Linked DNA regions of Mus musculus: all the other regions are linked to region 1. The links are chromatin contacts, called in public HiChIP or PLAC-seq maps. All regions are on one chromosome and are shown on one strand. The core of a region is the stretch at or near the end of the contact, and the rest is flanking DNA. Distances in the headings are between cores, read along the strand shown.

Evidence for each region. HiChIP or PLAC-seq counts read pairs in DNA pulled down with a chosen protein or histone mark.
Region 2: an H3K27ac HiChIP or PLAC-seq map of embryonic stem cells shows a contact between it and region 1, with 6 times the contacts expected there. The contact joins two enhancer-like sites. A contact is called at or near these places in 6 of 115 datasets of contacts at active chromatin or transcription factors (embryonic stem cells, large pre-B cells and stem cell-derived neural progenitor cells) and 1 of 9 other capture datasets (embryonic stem cells).
Region 3: a contact with region 1 is called in an H3K27ac HiChIP or PLAC-seq map of embryonic stem cells, with 5 times the contacts expected there. The contact joins two enhancer-like sites. A contact is called at or near these places in 8 of 39 promoter capture datasets (the C10 cell line, the HPC-7 cell line, cranial neural crest and 5 more), 1 of 484 Hi-C or Micro-C datasets (the Ba/F3 cell line), 7 of 115 datasets of contacts at active chromatin or transcription factors (acute myeloid leukemia, embryonic stem cells, epiblast stem cells and 2 more) and 1 of 9 other capture datasets (embryonic stem cells).

What each region holds. Positions count from the first base shown.
Region 1 is chr10:59,352,588-59,356,580 of GRCm38.p6, forward strand. It overlaps P4ha1 (procollagen-proline, 2-oxoglutarate 4-dioxygenase (proline 4-hydroxylase), alpha 1 polypeptide), which reads left to right. Exons shown (of 15, transcript NM_001316371.1): 9 at 2,763-2,833. Among named protein-coding and RNA genes, the nearest start is that of P4ha1, 31 kb to the left of the region's middle. Within about 2 kb of position 1,959, at least 9 of the 459 cell types and tissues checked have an H3K27ac peak or open chromatin away from gene starts, as enhancers often do. A contact at or near this core is called in embryonic stem cells, where this site is marked.
Region 2 is chr10:59,751,777-59,756,280 of GRCm38.p6, forward strand. All of the region lies in intron 5 of Micu1 (mitochondrial calcium uptake 1), which reads left to right. Among named protein-coding and RNA genes, the nearest start is that of Gm17059, 46 kb to the right of the region's middle. Within about 2 kb of position 1,970, at least 16 of the 459 cell types and tissues checked have an H3K27ac peak or open chromatin away from gene starts, as enhancers often do. A contact at or near this core is called in embryonic stem cells, where this site is marked.
Region 3 is chr10:59,792,965-59,797,034 of GRCm38.p6, forward strand. The region is part of intron 8 of Micu1 (mitochondrial calcium uptake 1); the gene reads left to right. Among named protein-coding and RNA genes, the nearest start is that of Gm17059, 5.3 kb to the right of the region's middle. Within about 2 kb of position 2,322, at least 15 of the 459 cell types and tissues checked have an H3K27ac peak or open chromatin away from gene starts, as enhancers often do. A contact at or near this core is called in embryonic stem cells, where this site is marked.

The sequences.
Region 1 (3,993 bases), core at 709-3,208:
AGTATTTTTTTTATCTGAATGAATACTCCAAGTATTGTAATTTTCCTTTAGACATAATAATAGTAGAAAAGTATAATTAGGAACAGATATCTTGCTAGTTTTAAAATAGTATTATATAGTTTACTAATTTTAGTTTATTATTATTGTGTTAAATTTTTCTTTTATGTGTATGGGTGTTTTGTTTGCATGAGTGTCTGTACCATGTGCATGCAGTGCCCATGGAGGCCAGATGAGTTAGATCCTCTGGGACAGGATTTCTGTGTTCTGCCTGCACTGCAGGGAATCCAACCTTGGTGCTCTGCAAACAAGTGCTCCAAACTGCTGAGCCATCTCTCCAGCCCCCTTAATCTGTATTAGTAAGAAAAGTAGTTGAATGTGAATTATGCCAAATTCTACACTTTCAGTGTTTGGCATAGAAACTTGTCTTTTGTGTGAGAGTGTAGAGTGGAGACTACCTCTCTGCCCTTACCTTTTCCTACCATCTTGTTCTTTAAGACAGTACATCTTATTAAAGATAAAATGCAAACTTTTGTAGACATTATTAAGTACATTCTGATTATTAGTTTTTCTTCCATAACATGTAAGGTTGATCTATTTCTCTAAAGGCTGAGGTAGCAAATGTTCTAGAGGGCTTTGTCATCTGTGTGGTCTCTTGTCACGACTGCTCAGCTCTGCCATCTGGTGTAAAGGCAGCCAAAGAAAATAGGAAAATAAATGAGGTGGTTATGGTACAATCAAGATTTTATTTCTAAAAGCTGATGGCAGTTTATTTGGCTAGTGGGTTTGCTGGCCAGGTGTGTATATACTTAGATAAATTTCAAAGTTTTTAAAGTTTTATTATTTTTCCAAATTAACACTTTTTTTCCCCCCTTAAATCATGTAGTTTTTGTGATGCAATGGGTGCTGTCCAGAGATATAGCAAATTGGCTGCCTAGCAGAAAACCTCTTAAAATCATTCCATATTTTCTCATTCTCTTTAGAATTCCTAACTCGGTCCCTTATTTATAGTCAGACCCAGTTTACCAGTATTTCTTGGTAGAATCTTTGTTAAGAATTCACTTTTGAGATGGAAGGCCCCAGGCTTCATAGGAAATGTTTTAGTTGAGATTATTTTTGAGCAGTAAATTTAGTGGCAGTGAAAGTTAATTTTTCTGTTATTTCAGCATCAACCTCCCATTTAAATTTTGTTTTTTTTATTCTCTTGGCTGTCAGCATTTCTGTTAAGACTATGCATTCCTTTTACCTGCATGGCTGTGGAAAGGCTGTTTTACTGTACATACTGTTAAGTACACACTTTCTCTTGAAAAGAGGAAAGAATGACCTTAAAATAAATTTTAGACAATATTGGGACCCTCTAATCATGTTGTCACGAGTCACAATCTGAGGTTTTAGAGTCCATGATTAATTAGTTACAAATGGCCATTCTTATAATATCAATGGTACTTTGCATTTTAGAGCCTTTTCTTCACGTTATCAATGTTCTATCCTACTGAAGAAATTAATTCCAACCTTTTCTGTTTGTGTGACCTCTATTCACGCAGTGAAAAGCAAGTAAAATAGTTTTTAAGAAACATAAAACTAACTGGCTTTCAAGGCGCGACACAAGGTGATTGGAAGGGTATTGAGTTATTTTCTATTCACCTTCTTTTGTTTAAAGAAGAAAGAAAAGAAAACCCAGCATTGTGGCTGGTTAGGGAAATGTGATCGTTTTTTTGTCTTGTAATGCAACTGTTTTGACGGTTGGCTTCACAGCTGAGGCGAGCCACCATTTCAAACCCAGTAACAGGAGCCTTGGAGACGGTACATTACAGAATTAGCAAAAGGTAAGATTGGATGCCACATACTTTCCTCCTAACGAGCGTTTTGAACATCCTACCAGAATTCTTCTTAACCGAAGTGGATCGTCTCCAGTCTCCAGCTCAAGTGGCCGCCATACACTCCAGAGCAGTGCGTGAATGAGTGCTTGTGTTTCACGGGTTTTCCCTTGACTAGAAGTTCTGGTTTTTAATCTCTGATTGGCCTCGAGTTTCAGGAACTAAGTGCATTGTCATGATCAGGTATTAAACACTCAGGAAATTGCCTGGTCCTTTTCTTTTGCCTTTGTTGTGAGCATGTGAAATTAAGAAAGAAAAAAGAGGCAGTGTGTTCACCCAGGGTGGAGTGCTGCTCACACACCCTCCCCTGTGGTGATTGTCTGCTGTTGTCTTTTACCTCCAGGCTGTCCTTGTCATATGGAGTAATCTGGTCTGAAGTTTTTTATTAAAACAAAAACAAAAACCAAGCCACTGGCCTACAAGTTGGCTCTGGAAAGAGCAGCTGTGCTTCTGAGCTCAGCCTTCCAAATCACTTCCCACCTCCGTTGACTTGGATGGTTTAGAGAAAAGCCAGCTTGTCTTGATGAAAGTTTCAAAATGATCAACTAATTTAGAAAACTTGTTGATCTATATTTGAAGCATTAAACTTCTAGACTTGGGAGAGCTCCTGTGAAACCCACTGCTGCAGATCATTGACATACGCCTCAAAGGGTTTAGTCTTAAAAAAGTGAAAGGACAATAAATACATTTACAGTCAGATTCTCTCCGGACGAACGAACGAGTGGCTCTTCTTGCCACCTTTCTGAGTGTTTTATGATTCGAACCATTACCCACCAGGCAGACCAATCAATCCTTCCAATCACCTGTGGCTTGGCAAAACAGAGAACAAAGCCCAGAGACAGCCTGCTGGAGTGTAAGCCTTGTCCTTTCTCTTTTTTCTTTTTGTAGCTGAGCCGAGCTACAGTACATGACCCTGAGACGGGGAAATTGACCACAGCACAGTACAGAGTATCTAAGAGGTAAGGGAGAATGGACAGAACTTGAGGCATATTTGGAGTGCTCTTTCCTGAGGATCTAATTTTGACCATATTTATATGATATAGTTTCTAAGACCTAGATTTCAGATCAAGCTTTTGGTATGTGTACTTGATTTTCACGATGGACCAATAGACAGATACAGGCAGTTCCATGCAATTCCTAGTCATTGACTAGTATACAGTGAATGCCAGGGGAAGCTCTGGCAGTGCCAACCGATAGGGAAGAACTTCTAAAAGGCTCTGCCCAGAGCAAGACCCAAGGCAAACTCTGCCGTGAAGCTGGGGCTATATGGGTCACTAGTAGCTGTTGAAGAAATGTCTAGAAGGACAAAGAAGCTACTATAAGTCAGTTTAAAATCCCTTGCTTTTAGCAACATTTAGAAGTAACTTTTAGAGTTAACCATGGTACAACTCAGCTGCATAACTCAGAGTTAGGGGCTGAGTGAGTTAGTATAGCATTGACCTCTCTGTTGGCTCACGGGATAAAAGGCTGCTCAGATCACAGTGAAAACAGGAATGTCATTGCACTGAATTGTTTTAGTCTAACCCTAAGTAATATTTTTCCACAGATGCAACAATTATAGAAATAATCTTGTTATAAACATTTAATTTTATACATTGCCCATCTTGTTATTTATATTGATAGTAATTGCTCAATCAATTGCTTAGATTAATGTGTATAATAATAGCTGAAACAATTCAATCAGAAGCTACTATTTTTTGAAATTGTTTTAAGGTGTTTTGTGATGAGTGTGTGTGGGTCTGGGTGTGTGCATGGTACAGAGGGCACGTGGAGGTCAGAGGGTCTCTGCATCTGTGAGCCTGTTCTCCACTCTCCCCTGTTGAAGCATGGTCTTACTTTCTATGTGTGCCATGCTGTGCACTGAGGCCTGCTGGGCCCTGAGGTTCCAGGTGATCGAGTCTCCTCTCATCTTTGCATAGGAGGGCTAGAGTTACAGACATTTTGTTTTGTTTCATTTTTTTTGAGACAAAAGATTCTCTACATAGACCAGGCTAACCTCGACTCACAGAGATCTGCCTCCCTCTGTCTCTCAAGTGCTGGGATTAAAGGCACAAACCCCCACTGCCTGGCCAGATGTGGGTTTTGTTTGCTTGCTTGTTTGTTTTTATGGAGATGGAAC
Region 2 (4,504 bases), core at 720-3,219, 400 kb after region 1:
GCTTGTCTCCGCGGGTAAGGGTACGATGGGGCAACAAGCCTCCTGACCTGAGTTCTCTTCCCAGAATGCACCTGGTGGAAAGAGGACTGACCCCACAGGCACACCAGCCTACACAGAACATATATGAAGCACACACATAAAAAGAAAAAAAATGTAAAAAATTCTTTTAAAAACTAATAATTTGTTAGTACTGTTAGAAGTAGTGATGATATAGCATATGGAAATACAGGGGATTTTATTACACCCCTCCTAATATACATGTTTTCACCCAAGATTTGTTGCTATAATCATTTCATGTACTATACATTATTTTTTATTAAAAACTATAATTTCCACTTGATGTTTTTAGCATCTAGTAATTACCCTATAAAACAAAATATTTATTTCCAAACAGAGCTTTATTTTACAGTAGTGTCATGTGTCTAGTCTTAGTTGCTGTCTTTAATTGGTATGACGTATTTTGTGTGTTTTCTAGTCTTTGGGTCCCTTTGTGTCTCACTCCTCCTCCTTGGCAATCTAAATATAGAGAGATGCACCCTGCACTTTCTATTCCTGTGACATGAAGTAAGCACACGCCTGGAATCAGATGCGGTCACGTTCCCTTCAGACATCGAAGGGGGGAACTTCATGCTGCGGATGTGATCGCTTCCTGAGCAGGGATGCAGGGATGCTGTGGCCGAGCTTTGATGTCACCCTGGCCTTCTCTCCCAAAGATGACTAAGTTCTTATCCTGTTTCAAACACAGCAGCAGCAGCAGATTCCCGTTGAAACAGACCATTCACCATCGTCCCAAGTCTCGTTCCTCTCCCCTCCCTATCTTTCCAACCTTCCCTTTCTCCCTCATCTCCTTCTTTCCTATCTGTCAGTCAGTCTGTCTTTCATGTTTATGATAGAGATCGAACGAGCCTCTTGCATGTAAAGTGTATGTGCTCTACCACTAAACTGCAACCTCAGCCCCCAAAGCTCTTTAAAGGTTATTGACACGCCACTGGGTTCTCCCCGCCCGCAGGCTTCCACTGCGCTCTGTTGACTGTTTCCGTGGCTGTACGAGGCACTGAAGTATTATGAAGTCCCACCTGTCAATCGATGGCCCTAACACTTTCACCCTCCCACCTCTGAGAGACTTAAAATCAGTCAAGTCCACATTCTATTGAATTCATATATGAATTCAGGTCTTACTGGTGCTAAATACAGATAAAAATAGGCAGAATTTTAATATTTTTGCTTCTGATTTATATTTTTGTTTAGCCACCAATGCCATCTATAATAGGATATATCCCTTATATTTTCTGTCTTTTACAATAAGGAAATTTTTAAAAAGGAAGGCAGGAGAAACTAGATTCCAAAACAATGAATGAGCTTGTGGACAAGGCTTCTTGAAGCCTGAAGCTTGCACAGATATTTTAACTAGTATTATTGGGGTATGAATGGAAAAATGAGGACGTGACCCTCCCAGGTGTGGCGGAAGAGAAGGTTTTTTGTAGCTATGGAGGAGGGTACAGCCAGAGGCGCCTGGGAGAGTCCAGACTGAACTGGGCCAGGAGAAGAGGGTAGGGGTAGGGGCTGTGAGAGAGACAGGAGAGAGGAAACCAAGAGAGAAAGAACACATGGGACCGTGGGGAAGGAAGCAGGAAGCCGAGACCCCAAGAGAAGAACCAGACCAGAAAGCAAGCCAGGAGACACAGAAGACATGTAGGCAGAACGGCTGAGCTGTATAGGAAAAGGGACTGGGGAAGCAACACTCAAGGCTGGGGAGGTTTAAAGTTGGGGAAGGGGTACACTAGCCAGGATGACTGTGACGGGTACTTGTGAGTACAGACTTGGGTGGGCGGGCAGTCGGCTTTGCTATGTTAAACAGGCAAGGTTCAAGGCAGCCTAGTCTAAAGAATGAGTTCCAGGCCAGCAAAGTCTACCTAGTGAGACTTCCTCTCAGGGAAAAAGGAAGGGAGGGAGGGAAGATGGGCGAGGGAAGGCAAAGTCTTTGCATTGTTTGCTTGTCTGTCAGGCACTATCCGTGCTGATACATAATTGCTCATTCCATCTGTAGCATCATTTCCCGGGACTGTGCATTTTACATTTTACAGTTAAGAGGATAGGCAAGCTAGGTCACGAGACAGGTCACACAGTAGGGGGCCCGTGGAGCTGTCCTGAGTGCTGTATTCTACTTTCATATGCCTCTTTTAGAATTTGACCTATTCGTAAATAGTGTTAATCCCAAAGATGTGAGAAACACTGCCTACTCAAATCATCATGGCCAAATTAATTAAAGCAAGCAGTTAATTAAAGCAAGCTTTTTAAATGCATGTACATGAGCTGCCTCCCCCTAAGGCGGGGTGCAACAGGTCAGCCTTGGACATGAGGAAGACAAGATATTTATAGCTGAGGGGTAAGAGGTTCCAAATGGGGGATTTGACCACAAGATAGGTGGAGTTACAGGAGCAAAAATAAGGTGGTCACAAGAACATTTTAAACAGAGGTAGGGTTGCAACATGGCCATAAAGTAATCATAGCAGGGTGTTCATGACAACAGGTGGCCATAATAACCTTTTAAAACAAAGGCATGGTTGTCATTTCCTGGAACAGGCAGGACAAAGCCCTTTGTAGTTAAGATTACAGGTGGGGCATAGCCTAATCCTTGAGAAACAGGGAAGGAAGGAACCTAATTTGTCATAACTAAAAGATGGCCTTTAAGCCTAAAATGAAGGCAGACTGATTCATTAATAGGACTTTTTTCTCATCAAATGTTCTTGCCTTATTACTATTTGAATAAAAGTAACAATAGTGTGCTCTGCCCAGTTGTTGGTGGTGATGGTTTTTTTTGGTTCGGGGGTTTGGTTTGGGATTTCAGAATGGTGGATTTTGAGGCGATTGCCCAATCTGGTCTTAAATTTGAGCTGTTCTGCCTCTGCCTTCCAGATAAAGCACAGTTAGAAACTGATAATAAATGAAAATTTTTCATTTCAGGAAAGAAAATATGAAACATGCAAATTTAATAACTGGATTTAGAAACTAGAATCAAGCTGTTCTGTGTCCCACTGTGTCATAATGTGGTCAGCTGGCATTTTGGAAAGTACTGTCTGTCTGTCTTTTTATTGCCCCTGTCACTCTTAAAGTGATCTATCCATGTGGTGTGTAAACTGGATCCCTTCTGATGGTAATCAGGCCATTTGAGTAAGATGTTGTTTCTGTCATGGACAAAACCAGGCATTCTTCTTGCCAGTAATGATTGGCTGTGGGGGATAAAGCATCATTTGAACAGGACTGGTTATGATAGCCTTTTCTTTTGAGCAAAAAGCTCAGAGGGTAATTGAATTATTACAGTGAACCCAGGTGCTGAGTCAGCATTTCCCAGATCCTCTGGGTTGCTGGGGTAGCTCTGTGCTAGAATGTGTGCTTCAGCCTGGGCACGGCTCTGAGTTCAATCCCTGAAAACTTGCTAAAATTTCCATTTTTTCTTCTTCCTCAGAGATTTTCCCATCTTCTTTTGTACTCAAAGGTTTTTAAATCACTTTCATGGTCTTTTTCTTACAAATTAACTTCAGTTATTTTTTTTCCACACAGTATCACTAACTAATAACGAGAACGAAATCTAGCTTTGGCGTGTGACCTCTTTCTTTTCCAAGGCATTTATTTCCGTGGTGTGCGCTCCCGCATCTGATAGCCATGTGTAAGTGACCAGTAGCTGTTATAAAGCATGCTGAACCGGGGTGAGAGATACAGCTCTGTGTCACGGGGTAGCATGGTGCGCAGCAGAGCAAGAGTGTGGACCTCAGACTGTCGTGCCCTCGTTCAGACAGTGGCTCTTCTGTACAGCCGAGGGGCAGCAGCACCCTTAGCTGAGTGTCTCTTGCCTTGCCAGAGAACTGGGGCAGTGAGGACAGTTCGTAGCTGTTTGACATGGTTATGAGCCTGTGCTCATTTTATGGAAGGACCTCCCACTAACGTGTACGCCATCTTTCGTGGGTTTTAGCGGCCCCATACCCTGTGGGTAATTGTTCTCTCCTTAGTTCAGGCACCTAGAAAAGTCTCCCTGTGCTGTCCTTGACTGGTTATTTTGTATAAAGACTCCATTTGCCCAGCGGAGAGGCAAACTCCGCTGTTCACCGGAGCTCATTCCACCCCACCCCTCTACTGTAGATTCCTCTGGGCCTCGGCAGCCCCCACTGCAGACGTGTAAATCGCTAGTGATGCTTGCTTTTCATTCAAGAACTTTCTGAATGATAACTGAGCTTGATTTGGAAAGAGCGGTAAGTTTCAACCAAATTTTATTCCACAGCCAATGAAGTTTACTGATGTAAAAAAAGCTTTTTGAAGCCGCTTGATATTTGGAGCAGAGCCTGGCTAAATTAACTGACCTGAACTACTCCCTCAGATGGCAGCCAACACGGTGACAGCCTTCATTACACAGGACACCCCACCCCACCCCGCTTCAGTGGAACATAATAGAAGGTTCAGGTTCCCTCCCGAACTGCTCCGCTGAACGGCTACCAGTTCTCTGAACTCA
Region 3 (4,070 bases), core at 1,072-3,571, 440 kb after region 1:
GTGTCCTTACAGTGGCATCTACTGTCACTCTGCCTCAGACAAACCACAGGCAGCTGCACACAAGGCATCCCAGCTGAGAGACCAAAAGGCTGTTCGTTCACTTTGAAATCGTTTTCTGAGAAGACATCTGGAAATGGCAGCAAGCTTTGTTTTTATGAAACACTTCTAATTTCACTTTTCCAAGTTTGGGTGATTTCTCCCTTCACTGAGCATGAAATAAAATCTCATCATCACTGCTAAGAGGCAAGTGGAGATGATTAATAAATCTCAATACCTTTGCTGGGGCTTTATAATTCCATCGTTCTTCCTGTCTCTTACTAGTTTATTCCGTGCCTTGTCTCCTTTAAAACTTGAGATGGAGGAGATTTATGGTTCCATTTATCTGCTCTTTTCTGCCTTTTTCTCAGAACAGCAGTTTTGAGAATAAAGGAAGTTTGATCCATCACTCTGCATTTCCAGAAGGCTGAGAGGAGGGGACGCCTGTGAATGTTATACAAGTGGCTGCCTCTGACCCAGGCACTTTGCATATCTTAACTTTTTATTTGAGACAGGTTCTCTTGGCTAGCCTGGAACTCACAGAGACTCTGCCTCCTGAGTACTGGCATTAAAAACCATGCACCAGCTGGCCTTTCTTTCATTCTCATCAGCTCTATCAGAGTCCATGTGATAGAGGAGAGGACACACCCATATCACAGGTGGAGACACTGATACTGTCGACAGCCACAGCTGCTGTGTGGTAGTGTCTGCTCGGAGCCTGGTACCTTCACAATTCCTCTCAGACAGAGCTATTTCTGTTCCTTACATGATTGGTTCTCGGTTTGTTTTGTTCTTTTTAGCCTGTGCTATGGTTTCTATGGGACTCAACACAGTTTAGATTTTAGGGGCTGAAAAGGACCAAAGTTGTAGCATTTGGCCTTCTCCAGAAGTCCGTTTCTGGTTCCTTTGCTACCCAGGTATCACTCCCAGGACAGAGAAGACTATTCTGTTTGTTACCCAAGCCAGCTGCAGCATCATGAGAACGATCACCTGCTGAGCTCTGCCCTGTCTGAGTGCTCTTACACTCTGACAGCCTTTGTCCCATTCCTCCCCTCTCCCTTTCTCTATTTGAGAGCAACAGCAACAAAAACACAGTTTTAAAGAAGTGATGTAAGAATACAAAGTTGCTTCCTTAAAACTCTTTTTTAGGTTAAGAATTCCATCTAAGGCTGCCAGAAATGAGTGAGCAGGGTTCCTTGGAGACAGGTGCCGAGTCTAATTCCAGTTAATATATTCATTGATTTCTTGAAGACTGTAGCAAGAAAGATGTCAATCAAAATGAAAGATACTAGAGAATTCTTTGAAAGATTATGGTTAATTTTAATTTGGGGGAAAGGAACTGTCATGTCAAAGAAAGTAAAAAACTAATTTATGCAAGAATAAAGACTAACTAGAACATACAACAAAGAAATTATGAAATGAGTTGGGGGTCTGTGTGGATAGTGTATAATCAGCCAGTCACTTAATGACTGTCTTATGTTTCTGGGCAAATATATATATAGAGAGAGAGATTACCTTGTTTAATAGGGAAAAAATCCTAAAAGCAGGGCACAAAGAAATGGGCTAACTATTCACCACTATCAATAAGAATAGAGAGACCCAGCAAGTGGCTCAGAGAGTAAAGATGCTTCTGACCTGAGTCCAGCCCCAGAGCCACATATAGGTAGTGCGTAGGATCCACTAAATCCAACTTAACTCAAACACCACGTCAATGCAGACGACAAAAATTTACTGTAATCAAGCTGCTACTGATTGATCCGGGCCACAGAACAGACTTGGGAGCTGAACTGGGACCCTAGAGAGAAATTACACAGCACATTTAAAGGATGAGACCACGCAGCGAGAGGGAGCGGAGTGGGCTGTAGCATTGTCCAGTCATATTTTGACTTAAGGGGTTGAGCAAGGGAGTTTTCACCAATCAGGATAGGAGTCGGTTCCTGGGCCTGGAACATGACCTTGTTTGACCCTGCCAGCAAGATGGAGAGGTTGTCCTTGAGATGTCTGGACTGGGACAACTTTTTCCTTATAATGTAAGGGTCCATGCTTCCCCGAAGAATGAAACCCCAGACTCAAAACAGTATGAAAGCGCAGAGTGTTTTATTCTTCAGAAGTCCAGCATTCTCCCATTACCAGGATAGAGAGACAATCACGTGAGCCTGAAGAAGGCTCGCTTTAAAACACATTGGAATTCTGGGATAGATGACCTTTGTCTTACTCCACCTCTAGACTTTCTGGAACCATTTTCAAGGTGTGAAGTCTGGAAACTGCTGCCGACCCATTGTCTTTGCCTCGGGCCAGGTGGTGGGCAGCTTTGAGGGCAGGACTTGCCTGGGCTTGCCCAGTTCTTAGAAACTGAGATTTAGGCCTCGTCTCCTGAACTGCCAGTTTGAAGCCTGTCATGGAATCAGCCGAGCCTTCTCACTAAGAGAAGCTGTTCAGCTATTGGGAAGTTCCTAGCTCTCCTAGAACCTGGGACCTTTATTTAGTTTCTCCTATGATTAAATGGAATGTGAAAACAAAATGGTAGCACTTAGGTTAAGTTTCTTTTGCTTATTCCCACAGTGAAAAGAAAGAACTGATTCTACGGGGTTGTCCGATCCCTACAAGTGGGCCATAGCACATGGGCCTGCACATTCGTCTCACACACACACATAATCCAAATAAATAAATTGTTAAGGATTAGAGAAAATGAGATTAATACTTTTTTAAAATTTACTCTTCTAATCTATGAGATCTGGGGATTAAGTTCAAGTTCTTGGGCTTGGTGGCAAATGTATTTATGTACCAGCTGGCTTGCCTGCCTGTTGCTATTGCTTTCAGTGTTGGGTCTAACCTAAGTCTGGCCCAAGCCAGGCGAGTGCTCTGCCACTGTGCACTGTGCACAACACTATAGTCTAGCCCAGAGGGGTTAATTTCAGAGTGCCTAAGGAGCCCCTAGAATCATGTTTGGATCCATCCAAGCATAACTGTGTGTACCGTTTCTTGCTCTAACAGTGCAGGCAGGGATCACATTGCCTGTGAGAGACAAAGGCCAAGTGGTTACAGAAAAGGACGGGGCAGGAAGGCCTCCAGCTGGGCTTGGTTGTCCTCACAGCCTGTATTTGTCTTGGCTTTTGTTTTTGATCCTGGCTTTTTGAGACAGGATTTCTTAGCATAGACCTGGCTGGGTTGATTACACATTTTGTACATCATGCTGGCCTCAAACTTAGTCTCCTGGCTCTGCCTTCCAAGTACTGGTTTGTAGGCACGTGCTACCAAGCTGCCGGGTCCAGAGTTGATTCTTTCTTTTTTCCTCACAATTTATTTATTTATTTGATGTGCATTGGCATTTTGCCTGCTTGTCTGTCTGTGTGAGGGTGTCAGATCCCCTAGAACTGAAGTTACAGGCAGGTGTGAGCTGCCAGGTGGGTGCTGGGAACTGAACCCGGGTCCTCTGGAAGAACAGCCAGTACTCTTAACCTCAAAGCCCCACAGAGTTGACTCTTAATTACATGCAAGCAAACAAAGCAGAGTTTTCATCGGGATTGCTTCTCTTTTACTCTTTTGCTTCTACAAAGCAAAATAGAGATAATAATAAATTTATAGTTTCTTATTCCATTCTCGGTTTTAGCTTGAATTATTCAATAAAAGGTACTTTACTCCTTTAAGTATTTATAACTTTAACAAGCAAAGTACATATTTAAAGGAGGTTTTTTGTTTGTTTATATTTTAAGAAAAAAGACCTATGAGCAGCCTCCTCCCTTGTAAAGTAATACAACTGTTGGTTATAAAGGTAAAGGTATTTTACTAATATTTTTTCTTTGAGGGAAAAAATCTATATACAGTATGACCTGCCTTATTCTTGTCAAAGTGTTGAGAGAAGACCAGAGCAAGCATTTTCTTAAATGTGAAAAAGTGGGCTGTGGTTTTTCACCAGAAACTATGATATTACCACAGCATTACAGACTGTGTGAGGAGGCTGCAGAAGAGACTCGGGATAACAGTCCAGGACGCTTGTCCCAAGGATCTGGGTTCAATTCCCAGGACCCACCAGG